Regions from separate parts of the Xenopus laevis genome. Here region 2 is linked to region 1. Evidence: chromatin contacts called from public Hi-C data. All regions are on one chromosome and are shown on one strand. Each heading gives the region's core, a stretch centred on a gene start, on an enhancer-like site or on the middle of the called end of the contact. The rest is flanking DNA. Distances are from core to core; before and after follow the strand shown.

The links. Hi-C and Micro-C count contacts between places; a contact is called where the count stands out from the background.
Region 2: a Hi-C map of the XTC cell line shows a contact between it and region 1, with 4 times the contacts expected there. The contact joins the promoter of mlkl.L here to the enhancer-like site in region 1. A contact is called at or near these places in 3 of 4 Hi-C or Micro-C datasets (the XL177 cell line, the XTC cell line and animal cap).

Annotation. Positions count from the first base shown.
Region 1 is chr4L:69,027,068-69,029,950 of Xenopus_laevis_v10.1, forward strand. No RefSeq gene overlaps it. Among protein-coding and RNA genes, the nearest start is that of fa2h.L, 9.9 kb to the right of the region's middle. Within about 2 kb of position 1,399, at least 1 of the 7 cell types and tissues checked has an H3K27ac peak or open chromatin away from gene starts, as enhancers often do.
Region 2 is chr4L:69,096,193-69,099,075 of Xenopus_laevis_v10.1, forward strand. mlkl.L (mixed lineage kinase domain-like protein) reads left to right here and starts at 1,446. Exons shown (of 11, transcript XM_018258067.2): 1 at 1,446-1,559.

The DNA.
Region 1 (2,883 bases), core at 149-2,648:
TGCTGGTTCACAGTTCAGCATATATGGTTGATTTATCTCTAAAATAGAGCATTCACATACCTACATATACATGTGCCAATAAAATAGTTCTGTGATATCATTTATACAGGGTACAATCTGACTGATGACTTTGTCCTGTCTCCCTCAAGCCTGAAGTTGCTGACAAGTCTATGGTGGGGGACATAGGAAGGTAGGAGGACACATTTGAGAGGAGCAAATAGGCAGAGTTCCTGTTAAACCTGGGAACGTTACTTTTCCTTACTAGTAGGCAGATTAAAGTTTCACCCATTTGCAATTTGCAATCCATACTAGGTAAAAATAAAACACTATGCAGGGAAATCACAAAAGTGAAGTAAAAAAAAAGACTTTGGCCTACCTTGAATTTGTCCTCCATTGATTTTCTGCCATAATCTGACATTTTACTTAAATTTAATGGCATATTTGTCTTAACATCACTTTTGTGAATTCCACCATGAGCCTCCATTGTTGATTAACCGATTTGGGTGGGCTAAACATTAGACTGATTTCTTATTTTTAACATTGTTGTTTGGAACCATATGGAATGTGAAGTAGATAGAAGGAAGTATTATTATCCAATATTATACATATTAGATAATAATACTTCCTTCTATCTACTTCACATTCCATATGGTTCCAAACAACAATGTTAAAAATAAGAAATGGAAATGGAGAGATGTGCAATGGACCCCCTGCAAAAAAAATCTAGAGGCCTAGACCACAGCTTTTCCTTTCTAGAATCCCATCCTGCCGGCATTTTCCGCCCGCCTGCATCCGCCCTCCCTACTTGACATTAGGAGGATGGCAACTATAGAGGAAGCAGACCCCGCTGTCCGTACCCCCTGTTCTCTGGACCACAGGGATGGCTGATTCATGGGGTAGTTCAGAAAAGGCTAGAACATATGAAAGTAAACAAAGATTCAGGACAGGATAGTACAAAAGATTTGTGATTGCCAAACCTCTTTACTTAATTTTTCAGGATTCTTTCATGTTTGCCATGATGCCAAGAGATTAGCAAATTACTAATGTGGTACCATTATTCAAAATGGATCCCATTCTCAGCTAGTTTGACATTGGTGGTAGGAAAACATTTAGAGCGGTACTAATATTAAACATACTTGAATACATTTCAAATCACACTACCTTTACTATGAGTTTGTGCCAGCATGGGGTTATGCATAATAGATCTTGCCACACACGTTTGTTTGCCTTCTATGAGGAGGTGAGCAGAAACATAGACATTGGGGTGGCAGTGGATGTGATCTACTTAGACTTTGCTAAAGCATATGATACAGTACCACACAGAAGGTTGTTGTTTAAATGAGTAGAAATGCAGTACATTATGTTTTTGGCTTCTGTACTAGTCCAAGGCAACCACAGTGTTTTAGCAGGGAAGATCTGTCCCCCATCTTCTTTTGTGTACATGCACTGTGCTGCTTAGCTTAGAGGCAACACAATATACAGTACAGATTGAATATAAACATCATGATGCATGACGTATTGCCAATTAATTCAGTTTTTCGTTACATGCCAGTTTAGAAACAAGTGCAATTAGCCTTAAACTTAAAAACCCAGCCCTGTAGCATCAGCTCTTATTAGAGGCAATCCTCATTTTAAGCTTACCATATCAATAGCTGCCTAGAGCACACTCAACATGGGAGTGTCACTGACATTCTAATTAAATTCAAGATGGTAAACCCTTCAGGGCCAGAACTAGGTGCAAGCAAAAGAGTCACATGCCTGGAGGGGTGCAGGTCCTAGTACCTGTCTGACCACCATCGGATTCTGAACCTTTAGGCTGCTGCATTAAATTCAGTATATAACGTTGGGGTTGTTTTCTCAGGAAAACTCTTAGGAAACATTATAGACAGATAGCTGGAGATCTTTTTCCACATAGATGATAACAAAGAATAATAAGAATAAGAGGCAACTCCTTTAAACTCCAGAAATTGAACTTTCATCTGAAGCAGAGAAGGTGGTCCTCCACAGTCAGGGCAGCGAGGTTGTGGCATGCCCTGCTGAGCATATTCTATTAATACCTTAAAGGAGAAACAAACCCTTAATAAAAAAAATCCCTACCCTACTTACACCCCCGTGCAGATTCTGTGCAGCAGAGTTCACGGATGCCATCTTCAGCCACTTCTGTAATCTCCAGCGATTCAGCAATTTTCGCGAGTTTCAGCGCATGCGCAGTTGTCGCAAAACAGAAAATTGCTCCAACTGCGCATGCGCCGCTTTGCTGGTCTCATTACGAAGATTACCGAAGATTACCGAAGAGAATGAGATTGTGCCCGTGAACTCCGCTGGACAGAATCTGCACGGAAGGGTAAGTAAAGAGTTAGGGGCATTTACTCGGGGGGGTTGTTTCTCCTTTAAAGAGTGGCTTGGACTACTTTTTTGCCAATGAACAGTGATCTCAAAATCTACAGTTAGTTTAGTATAAGTATGTGTATTTATACTTTAAATATGTGAGTGTATCATGAGTGTAGCAGACTCATCAGAAGACTACTGTTTTAACATGCCAATGTGACTGATTGCCGATCACATACTTTATTGGTCAGGCAGTCTGTTGACAAGGGCCCATACACAGGCCAATAAGCTGCCGACATAATCTAGAGAGTAAGCAGGTTTTATTAGCCTGTGTACAGCAAATGGAAGGCTGAGAAATGTATAACGTTTGGGACATTTATAACGTTTTTGCTGATCATCCATTATTATAGTTTTTTTATTTATTAATTTAGAATGTAATAATCCTCGCCCCATCTCATGGAGCATTGGTGCTATATAAGTAATATATCGTAATAGTTCAGCAATCCAAGTGGGTATCTTTTTAAAATAACTTCTCACTAACTGAAGACTGTTGTA
Region 2 (2,883 bases), core at 196-2,695, 69 kb after region 1:
CGAAAAGACCCGAAGTCACAAAAGGAGACGAAGTTGAAGTCCTGAAGCCTTGAGTTCAATTCTACTGAACAGCAATTTGTGTTTTTAATCCCCTGGCCACCAATGTATTATTTTAATATTCTATAGGGCCCTGCCACCAATGTTTTTGTTTTTTTTAAAAAATTTGGGAGGCCCCAATTTTTTTTTACTTGTAAGGGGGGGCCCTGGCACCAATTGTTTTGAAAAAAAATTTTTGGGGCCCCAATTATTTTGTAATTTGTAAGGGGGGCCCTGGCACCAACATTTACTTGTAAGGGCGGCCCTGGCACCAAGTTTTTTTTAAAAAAAAAATTTTGGGCCCCAATTTTTTTTAACTTGTAAGGGGGCCCCTGCCGCCAATGTTTATTTTTTGTTTTTAATTTTTGAAAAAAAAATGTGAAAATTTTTTGGGGGGCCCAATTTTTTTAAACTTGTAAGGGGCCCTTGCCATCAATGTTTTTTGTTTTTTTTTTAAATTTTTTACAATTTTTTTTTTATAACTTATGTGTGTGGGGGGTTACTTTTTTAGGCGCTGATGTCTGTGTGGTCTTTTAACTGTGATGTGTAGTGGGCGGTATATGGGGTGGGCTTGGGCGTGAGGGTGGGCATCACCCGGCCGGGCCCAGGGGACCCCAAAAATGTTGTTGTACACGGACCAATGATTTCTAATTGCAGCCCTGTATACAACCTTGGTAGGTCTGAGATGCTGGATTTTCGGATTCAGACTTTTTCTATCTTTGGGGTATAATAAATCTCTAAAGATTTGAGTTTTTTTCACTAAAATTTTACAGTAAAAACAAGTTTCAAGTTTTTGGCATTTGGAATTTAATAAATAACCCCCTGAATATTAAATTTTGCCCTTTAGTAAATATTGTGTCATCTTTCCTTCAGGACCCAAAACTGGGTGTGAAAAATGTGACCATAAAATCCAAATTTTTTTTTATTATACCCTGAGGAAGAACAGACAGGCCAAGGTTGTATATAAATCAATGGGAGAGGGCCTTATCCGATTTGGAAGTTTCTGTGGTCTGCGCTGGAATTAGCCTGAAAATCTGACTATTTCTGGGCAAAAATCCAAAAGAAATCATACTTTTCAGGGAAAAACTCAGAAAAAAAATCGGATTTTTGCTTCATTTTATATAGTTTTTCCCCAATCCAACTAAATTGTGCTTTTTTTATGAATAAATAAGATCAAAACAAGAATCAGATAAATTCAGATTCTGATAAATAACTCCCTGAGTGTAGAATTAATTATCTCCTTTGAATTACTATCCACACAAGTGGACCCAACCCAAATTTGACCCATGAATTAAGAAACACACAATATACAGGGTATCAGCTGGGAATAACAGAGCAAAGGAGTTGTTATGGCAGGGTTTCCCTGGGTTAGGCCATTTGGGAAGTTCCCAGAGTCTGTTTAAGCTGAAAAGCAGAAGTAAATGAGCAGAAGAAGCAGAGGAGAGAGGAGGAGTTACACACAATGCTTATTGCTGGGAGGAAGAGGAAGGCTCAGAGTTTCAGAGGAGTGCGGGTGTGAGCAGGTCAGTACTGTGACAGTCACATTTGTATCGCTTGTAACAACCATTTATACTAACATTTTCCCCTTTATCATGGCATTGTATTTAAACAGGAGTTGTGTATAGATTGTGCTAAAATCACTGCGACCCCGATATCTTTTTAATTTGTTTTAACATTTGTTCTTAGGAACATGCTTCACAAGTAACTTGTTGTGAATAAAAGCATCCCATTGTTTCCTATGGGCAGTGTCAGAGCAGCCGTCTGCAGTGTGACTGGCTCAGCAATAAGTCTCTGGTGTGGATATTTTAGGAAATGTTGGTGTGTATGTATTCATTAGATCGTTTACAGTTATGTACTAAACATTACAGATCATGTTGAATTGAAATACAGCCCGTAATATGCATTTATTTATTTAAAATGTCTCTGATTTTTGTGATCTGGTAGCTCCTGTATCTATTAACTTCTGTTATTATCACTAGGAGCTGTCCTATTGTCTATGTGTTGCTTATGGATTATTCATAAAGACCTGTTAGATCTGTTAATATGAACAGTACGATCTTCACTTGTTGCTTTATATGTTTTATTTATAATGTCACTGTGTTCAGAAATCAATGAGATTAAAGGGGTGGTTTACCTTTATGTTAACTTTTAGTATGTTATAGAGTGGCTAATGTTAAGTAATTCTTCAATTGGTCTTCATTTTATAGTTTTTGAATTATTTGCCTTCTTTTTCTGACTCTGACCCCCATTTAAAAAACAAATGCTCTGTAAGGCTACAAATGTATTGTTATTGCTACTTTTTATTACTCCTATTTTATTCAGGTCCTCTCCTATTCATATTCCAGTATCCTATTTAAATCAATGTGTGGTTGCTATGGTCATTTGGACCCTAGCAACCAGATTGCTGAAACTGCAAACTGGAGAGCTGCTGAATAAAAAGCTACAAATAATAAAACATCAGAGTCGGACTGGACATGGGGGGGCACCGGGTTACTAATTCTGGCCCCTGTGCAGCCTGAGATCTCCCAGAGGGGTCCAGGATCCTAGCAAGAGAGTGCAATGGTGATCTCTTTGCTAGAAAAGACAACGTTCTGGTTTTAAAAACTGAAATTTGTCTCTTAAAGTTAACAGAAGATGCATTATTGCTGCCACTGGTAACCAGTGGAGCGCTGCTACCTGAGACAAGTTTCTCCACTCTCTCTCATTGGCGCAGCGCCCCTGATGTGCTGCAATTGGGGACAGTCCCACTTTTGACAGCTCAAACCGCAGTCCAGCATTAGTACTGGAAAGTCCCGATTTAGCTGCACTGAAGAGAAAGGTATCTATTTCTCTGCACTGAAGGGGAAA